Linked DNA regions of Mus musculus: region 2 is linked to region 1. The links are chromatin contacts, called in public Hi-C maps. All regions are on one chromosome and are shown on one strand. The core of a region is the stretch at or near the end of the contact, and the rest is flanking DNA. Distances in the headings are between cores, read along the strand shown.

Evidence for each region. A called contact is a pair of places that touch in the nucleus more often than the background predicts.
Region 2: a Hi-C map of Sertoli cells shows a contact between it and region 1, with 4 times the contacts expected there. The contact joins the promoter of Gpr39 here to the enhancer-like site in region 1. A contact is called at or near these places in 7 of 39 promoter capture datasets (the C10 cell line, the HPC-7 cell line, embryonic stem cells and 3 more), 7 of 484 Hi-C or Micro-C datasets (the Ba/F3 cell line, the HPC-7 cell line, Sertoli cells and 3 more) and 3 of 9 other capture datasets (embryonic stem cells, liver and pancreatic islet).

The regions. Positions count from the first base shown.
Region 1 is chr1:125,385,589-125,389,757 of GRCm38.p6, reverse strand. No RefSeq gene overlaps it. Among named protein-coding and RNA genes, the nearest start is that of Actr3, 48 kb to the left of the region's middle. Within about 2 kb of position 1,922, at least 14 of the 459 cell types and tissues checked have an H3K27ac peak or open chromatin away from gene starts, as enhancers often do. A contact at or near this core is called in Sertoli cells, where this site is marked.
Region 2 is chr1:125,673,920-125,678,405 of GRCm38.p6, reverse strand. Gpr39 (G protein-coupled receptor 39) reads right to left here and starts at 1,410. Exons shown (of 2, transcript NM_027677.2): 1 at 214-1,410. The coding sequence starts at 1,069.

The DNA.
Region 1 (4,169 bases), core at 673-3,172:
TAGTCATCCCCTTCTGCCAGCTACTGAGCTTAGTCCTCTCATCTGCCTGCCACTGCTGTTCTCTGTGCTGCAAACCAAAAGTAAGTAAACTTAGTTACCCGAATATTGTCTCCTCTTATCTGAAGGGTATATAATTTCAGTGAAAATGGAAGTGTTCTTAAGGTTCTTATCATGTTACACAGTGAGATTTATTGGTTATCATTTGGAATGTCTAAGGTAACAAACACTTTTCCAGTTGCTGGACATATGATAGTGAACAAAGCAATGTGATTTTTCCATCTGCAACTTAAAGATTGTTAAGAATGTTCTCCCAAGCCTGGCAGTGGTGGCGCACGCCTTTAATCCCAGCACTTGGGAGGCAGAGGCAGGCGGATTTCTGAGTCAGAAATGGTCAGCCTGGTCGACAGTGAGTTCCAGAACAGCCAGGGCTATACAAAGAAACCCTGTGTGTTAGAGAGAGAGAGAGAGAGAGAGAGAGAGAGAAACAGAGAGAGAGAGAGAGAGAGACGGGGGGGGGGGAGAGAGATTGTGTGCTTATGTATACATGTATATATACTCTGTGTGTGTGTGTGTGTGTGTGTGTGTGTGTGAGGAGAGAGAGAGAGAGCGCGCGCGCCCATGAAAGCCAGAGGAGGTGTCAAAGCCCCTGTGGCTGGTGTTAAAGGTGGTTTTAAGGTGTATGCTATGGTGCTCAGGACCTGTGCATTGTAACTGCTGAGCCATCTCTGCACCTCAGGCACACTCTCTATTTAGGACTATCGAGATGGCTCAGCTAGTGGAGGCTCTTGGTGTCCAGCCTGGTGACCTAGATTTTAAGCCCTGGTTTGAAGAAGACAACCAACTCGTGTAAGTGGTCCTCTGACCTCATGTACACTGTGGCTCAAACATACACATAATTTTTAGAAGAATGTTTTCATCTAAATTTTGTAAGTACTATATACTATGCTCACAAAATCCGATTCTACGCAGAATTATGAACTACACATTCTAGCCTGAGTTCTGTGAATAGCTGTCTCTTGTGCTCTCCATTTTGGTTTAGACCCCTCCAGACCAACACAAACAACCCCTTGCAGTGTGTTAATAGTAAAACGTTTTGTTTGTTCTGAGATACAAAGGGCCTTTGCTCGAGGGGGCATTGCGGGTTAAGCACAGTGCTCCCTCCCAACACTTACTTTCTCTTCTCTATAAAGACTGTGATTGTTTAATGCTGACATGTTAAAGCTGACATGTTTGAATACACACTTAAGCAATAAAAAATATTGAGCAGGAAATAAACAAAACAAAACAAAAACCATATGCTTAGACTAGGACCAGACAGAAAAGACCCTCATTTTCCCCATCCACACAAAGACAAAATTGGAAGGATGCTGGTTTGAAAGTGTTCTTTTCCATAAATGGGGTTTACAGAGAAAGCCACATGTATAGCTGTCTTTTTTCCTTTGGGGGAAAAAAAATCACCCTTGTGATTTTTGGCTGAAGAGAAGGCTCAGTGGTTAAGAGCTTGTGTGTGCGAATTTCTTGGTCTGATTTCCAGAACCCACGCTGACAACAAGCAACTGCTTGTGGGGTGTGTGTCTTGTCCACTCTGCTGCCCTCATCAAGACAGGAGCAGAGCATAGGTCAGCCAGCCTGGAGGAAGTGGCATAGCTACACCTTCAAGAGACCCTCCCTGATAACCAGGCAGAAGGGGAGAACTAAGCCCCCAGAGTTGTCCACACATGCAATACACAATTAAAAAAAATAATTAAAAGAAAATTCACCTTTGTATAAGGAATGACTCTGCTGCGTGAATTCCTAGTGTAAGCCTGGTAAAATGTTAATTCCACTTGGGGAAGCACCCGGCCTTCATCTAGCATAGGGAGTGGCAGCTCTAACCTTGAGTTTCCTGGGTGTCATGTACTGGCTTTGATGCCATTGAAACATTGTTACTTGTAATTAGGTTCAGCCTCTCACCCCCACTAAAAGAGCTGGAGGAACTCGTCATTGCTGAGTTATCTCTCCAGTCCCTTAACTAAACCTGCAGAAATACTTGAAGTCATTCGAGTTACTAGCCACTATTTTTAAAAAGTATTTGATAATTGCACATGTAAGATCAATGAACAAGTGTTTCTTTTTTTTTTTTTCCTATTTTGGCAATTCTGAATTTAGCATTAAATACACTGGTGTGTATATTTGTAGCATAACACACATGCACACACCCATTTGCTTTCCCTATCCTATTTTCCACTTTGACAGGTTTTGTGTGTAGACACTTTTCTCCTGCAAAAGACTACCTGCCACTTAATTTTTATCTAGGTCTTGGCCAGCGTTGGGCATAGGGCAGACAGGGGTTGAATCAATACTTCCTACATTGGCCCCAAGAAGCATTTGCTTCAGTTATGTCCCTGGAACTGTCTCCAAGCTTGGATGGTAACAGATGGTGTGTGGTACCCTTTTCATCGAAATCCCACCTCTGGTAAAACACACATTACCCTTAGGCAATGAGGCCCTGTACAATCCAAGCTCGCTATAGTTCCGCCGTCTGCAGTCACCTGAATGTCAATGGATAGATGTGTTCATTCTGATATGTGCTAAGTGCTTATGAGTCTCCATGGGTAGCATCCTCATAGATGAACTACAGGGGGTTGTAAGCCATCAGATTACACCCCAAGGAGACACAGCGTGGCATCTGCAGTTGAAAATGTTCGGAAGTGAATGTGCCATCATTCATCCTGACTTAATTTGTCTTTCAGACTTCCACGTGTTTACATTTGGTTTTCAGTGCGAAGGAAACCATCAGTTATCAATTAGCAATGTTTCCAATGCTGGCTCAGTAGGGAAAGTGCTTGCCATTGCGAGTATGAAGACCCCACTTTGCTCTTCGCACAGCTGTTAAAGCTGGGCACTGCAATGCCTGCTTGTAACCCCAGTTTGGGGGAGACATAGACAGGATGACCCCAAAGGTCTGCTGGTCAGCCAGTGCAGCCAGGGAACTCCAGATTCAACGAGAGATCTTGTTTAAAAAACAAACAAACAAGTAATACCAGCAAGATGTCTCAGCAGGTAAAGTCCCATGTTGAGCAAACTTGAGGACTTAGAGTCAATCTTTAAACCCCCCAAAAGTTGGGAGAAGCTAACTGTCTTGCAGGCTGCCCTCTGACCTCCACATGACCTCCACATGTGCACTGTGGCGCACATGCCCCGACCCTAGCAGGTTACCAGGCTTTGGGGCAATGCCGTTACCCACTGAGGGAAACCTTTAAGATGTTCTGTTGCACCACGGTTGGAGAGACAGGTGGATCAGGGCAGGCTCTGCAGATGAATCAGGAATAAGGCTTGACTTAGTCACCAGCATCCTGCAGAGAAGCGTGAGAGAAACGGCCACCCACTGCTGCCTGGGTGAGGGACTGTGCAGAGTTGTACACAAAATTAGTGGTGAAAAAAACCAAACCAAACCAAAACAGGAACATCACACAAATCCAGCAGCAGCAGAGAGGCTGCCTGGGGCAAAGGTGAACACAAGCAGGCAGGCCTTCCGTACCTCATCACTAGAGCCTGGGGCAGAGAGAGATCAACATACAAAAAGCCCAATATACAAACACAAGTGTTAACTGGTTGGCAGTCAGTGTCTGACTGGGGGATTCCATTAGAAAGTAGATTCCAGGGCCAGTGAGATGGCTCAGCCCGTAAAGGTACTTACCACGAAACCTGATGACCAAGGCTGGCACCCAGAATTCAGTCCCTGGGATCCACAGGGTAGAAGGCAAATACTGCTCCTGCAAGCTGTCCTCTGATCTCCACAAATGCACCCCTCCCCAAGTTAGCAAAGTAAATGTAATAATAATGACAATAGTAGCTATTGATACTTATAATTGGTTATGTAGATATACATAAATGATAATATTATTATAAAGTAGAGCCCCATGCTGAAACCCCCTTCAGCAGGAAGGACATACATACTTTGTACTTGTTTGAATGACCTAAGACTGGCTACTAAGTCCATCCCCAACTTGCAGAGATGGCTAAAAAAGGCACCCAAGGGAGAAATACTGCAGCCTAACTTGGAAGAAATACTGCTGAGGTTGTACCTTTTAAAAGTTTTGTGCATGGTGTTGTGTGTGTGTGTGTGTGTGTGTGTGTGTGTGTGTGTGTGTGTGTATTTACCTGTGCTTGAATGTGGAGGTCAAGAG
Region 2 (4,486 bases), core at 161-2,660, 290 kb before region 1:
AGACCTTTCAATGTCACAGGCCACATTTTTCCTAAACACAAAGAAGAGACATCTCCCCCGCCCCCCCCTCCCCGCCCCCCAATAAGCACCAAGACCTTTATTTAGCTGCTGCTTTTTAGCCTCAGTGAACTCCGGGTTTCACTTCTCGGGCCAGAAGGCCCACGTCCCCCCTCCTCCCCCCAGCCCCCTCTCCCCACCGCGACCTAGACTCACTCAGGAATATGATGGTCTGTCTTCTTGCTGTCCGGCTCTCCTCACTCTCTGACTTCCTCAGCTGGAGCTGTGGCCCGGTCCCTGCAAGAGTGCCCTGCTTGCTCTTCATTAGCACTTTCATCATATTCCAACACATGAAAGCCACAGACGCCAGGACCACCAGGTAAACAGCAAAGGCCCCAAAGATGCTGGACTGGAAGACCTCCCAACGGTTGGAGAGGTTCGTGCAGATGGACATATTGGAGTTTCCAGGTTCATCGTGGTGGCGGGTGCGAGAGAGGTTGCAGTTGAGTCCCTTGTGAGTGGGTACGTTTACCAGAGGGTACTCGATACCCATGGCAAAGAGCAAAGGCAGTGCCACCAGGGCGGAGGTGACCCATACAAAGCCAATCAGCAGTTTCACCTGGCGAGGTCCAGACACTGCTTTATACTTGAAGGGATGACAAATGGCAATGTAGCGCTCAAAGCTGAGGGTCAGCACGTGCAGCAGTGTGGCGTAGCTGCACGTCTCAAAGAGGAACGTGTGGAGCTTACAGGACAGAGCATAGCTGGGTGTGGTCAGGGGGTTCCAAATGATGCTGTAGAACTCCATGGGCATGCCAATCAAAAAGACCAAGATATCTGAACAAGCCAAACTGACCATGTGATCTGTCACCTCCTTCTGCAAATAGCCCTTCTTCTGCAATACCTGCGTAACCCTGATGGTGACGCTGTTGCCCAAGATGCCTACCACAAAGATGATCAGGTACACCAAGATGAGGGTGATTTTGATCCAAGTGGCCACCTCAAATTCAGGAACATGGCTGTGATCGATGACACGGGAGCAGATGTGGTTGGAGCCACTGGATGAAGCCATGAGGAAGAGAGACCCAGACCACCAGGTCCCCAAATGTCTCCACTGCCCTTTCTTCGGCCTCCCAAAGAAGCCCCGCAACTCACCAGCGTGGGCGCAACACTTTTCTGTCACTGTGGTTGGCTGGCCAGGAGTGACTTAGTTTTTCGGCTCTCTCATTGTAACTTCCTGGAATAATTCACCCTAGAATCCCTGGCGACGCAGTGGGTGGCGGTGGGGTTTGGAGATAGTCACTCCGGGTGAGGAGGGACCAGTCCGGAGGAGGCTCTGACCTCCCTACTCAACTCTGAGTAAGAGCCGCAGAACTCTGTCTGGCGGCGGATCCTCCTCTCCCTTCCAGGTCCCTGGCACTGGCCTCCCCGACTGCCTTTCAGAAGGGAAGGGAAGAGGTCTCACACGGGTCAATCATTAACCACAGCCCATTCTGCTTAGCAGCCTGCAGCAGAACCAGCCCAGCCAGCCTCAGGGTCTGACTCAACACAGATTGTGGCAGGAAAAGGAACAGCACCTCCCCACCCCCTCGCTCTTGCAGCCTTCTCCTGGCCAGTCTTTGAGGTTTCTTGGGACCGGCAAACCGAGTAGGTGTGGCACCTGGGAAGGCGGAGGTCTCTCCCGGCCATGGAGAGAGGCAATCATCTATAAACTCCTGTATCTGAGATGCCCTGCCTTGCAAGACTGGTTGGGCTGTGGCTTGCCCTGAAAACTCTGCAAGTGCGCTCCCAGTAGTGCCTAGGTTATAAGATACCCAGGTATTTGCAATGAATTACTACCTGGAAGTCATCCCCAACCTGGCTAATAAGACCATTTTTGAAGTCTGGCTTGGCTCCAAGCCTCCTCATGTGCATAGTGCACGCTGCCTCTCCATACCGCAGTTGGTGGTTGTGTCACGAAGCCATTCTCTCCCCAGGGGCTGGGAATGTAGGTGGATGCGAAAGGGGTGCCTGTGTTCTAGATACCTGGTTAGGGAAGCAAGTCCTTCAAGGGAAGCTGTTTCCACAAGCTAGAGGACCACAGCAGGAGCTCATGGGCTCTCAAAGAGGTCCCGTCCCCCCTCACCCCTCTCACCCCCCTCACACACACACACCCCTCCTCTTAAACGGGTGGAGGGATTCTAATGCTCAGGTTGAGCTTTTCAGTGTAGAAATTCCATGTAACTCTAGAATCGAAAATCGAAAGAAAGTGAGTGGACATATGCACCCAACAGTCAACGTGTGTGCAGACATTGCTAAGTGGGGACTTGGGGAAGTCACTGTAAGCCAAGCACTACTGTCCTGAAGAATTAGACTGTGTATAGTCCCTACCCATCCTGACAACAGCTTTTCCTTGTCTGGATCACCATACCTGGGTTAACACTTCAAAGACAGAAGATAACTGAGTCCCCTTGGGTCATAAAATTACTTCTTTGGGTTGGTTGTCTATTGCTTGTTTTTTGAAAGATGGTTTCAGGTAACACAGGCTGGCTTCCAACACCATATAGGCCAGTAAAATCTTGAACTCCTGATCCTTCTGCCTCCCCCTTCCAAGTGCTGGAATTTCAGGCATTTAACACCACTCTTTGTGAGACATTGAGACCTAGGGCTTCACAAATGCTGGACAAACCCTCTACCAACTGAGCCACATCCCCCACTCTGTGTGAAATCTTAAGAAAAATTCAAATACATAAAGACAGGAAGCTGAGAAGGGCAATTCCCAGAGACAGCGAAGGAAAGGAGGTGCACTGAAGGGTGCTGGTTTGCAGTTGTACAGGGTAAATGTATCTAGATATTATTAACTCAAGTCCCCTAACTTGGGACTTAAGTTAATAGTACTTTGAGGCTCAATAAGTATAGCAAGAGACCACAGGTGTAACACACTTAACAGTAGCTCTGGGGCACAAGGAAACAAGGGAATTGTTTGTAGTCACCTTTTCACTGTGTGTTTTAGCTTGCTTTGGGTTGCTATGTTAACAAACTCCTAGCCAAAGCAACTTGAGGTGAAGGGCTTTTACTTGGTTTTTACTCCCTAGGTCAGTCTTGGAGGGAAGTCAGGGTAGGAACTGAAACAGAACACATGGAGACTCAGGATTTGCTAGCTTACCCACGCTCCAGGCCTGCTAGCTTCTTTCTCATCCACCCCAGGGCTACCTGTCTAGGGATGGCACTGCCCACACTGGGATGGATGACCGTACTGTAGAATAGTGAAAAAGAGCCATAGTTATCACCCTGCCCCCAAATCAATTCCAAGCAGATCAGAGACCTCAACGCTGAATTGCTAGGGGAAAACAGACATGGGTGCAGGAAATACAATTCCATTTGTCCAGGAATTAAGGCCAACAATTCACAAATGGGACCTCATAAAATTTAAAAGCTCCTGTACACAAAGAAAACCATCAATCAAGTGAGGAGGAAGCCCCCAGAGTGGAGGGGGGGAATCCTTGCCATCTATACACCCAGTAGAAGATTATTATCCAAAATAGATAAAGAACTCAGAGAAAAAAAAAACAACAAAGAATCAAGAAAATAAATTACTGAATTAAAAAGTGGTGTACGTAGGTGGACAGAGTTCTCAAAAAAAAAAAAAAGAAGAAGATGGCTAAAAAATATATCTTTAAGTGTTTAACTCCTTAGCAATAAGGAAAATGTAATTTGGAAACTATTTTGAAATTTGATCTTACCCCAGTCATAATATCTAAGATCAAGAAAACAAACAACACAAATGCTAAAGAGAATGCTGGGAAGGGGAACCCCCTCCACTGCTGATAGACCTGAGACCTGGTGCAGCCACCGTGGGAATCAGTGAGGAGAACTCTCAAAGAGCTGAAAGTAACCTGGCATAAGGCCCAGCTGTGGCACTCCTTGGCATATATGCAAAGGGCCTCAACCCTACTTCACGGACACTTGCTCCCTCAGCCATGATCAATGCAACTCTAGTGACAAGAGTTAGGAAATGGAGAAACAACCTATGTGTCCTTCAACCAATGCATGGACATGAAAATGTGGCACACATGTACAATGGGCTACTACTTGGCGGTAAAGAAAACAGAAACTAAAGATTCAGGAACTAGAATATATTTACTGAGTGAGGTAACCCAGAAAGATAAGCATCCCTTGTTCTCTTACTTGTGGATCCTAGCTCCAAGTCTCTGTATTTGAATATATAGCCCCTTAACTACAGAAGCGAGGGAAGCAGAAATGGGCCATAGAGGAACAGGGAAAGGAGCTCCAGAGAGGATAAAATACTGGACCAGAGGCTATCTAAAGTGAATAAGATAACACAGGAGCTATGAAGGGAGAAAACAAAAACCAGAGACGAGAGGAGTAACTGGGGAAGAGAGAGGGAGGGTAATAAAGAGAAGAGGAAGAGAGAAGGCATAAATAGCACTAAAGATGTATGAAAAAGCCAAATGTACATACATACATATCAAACACACACACATCCATA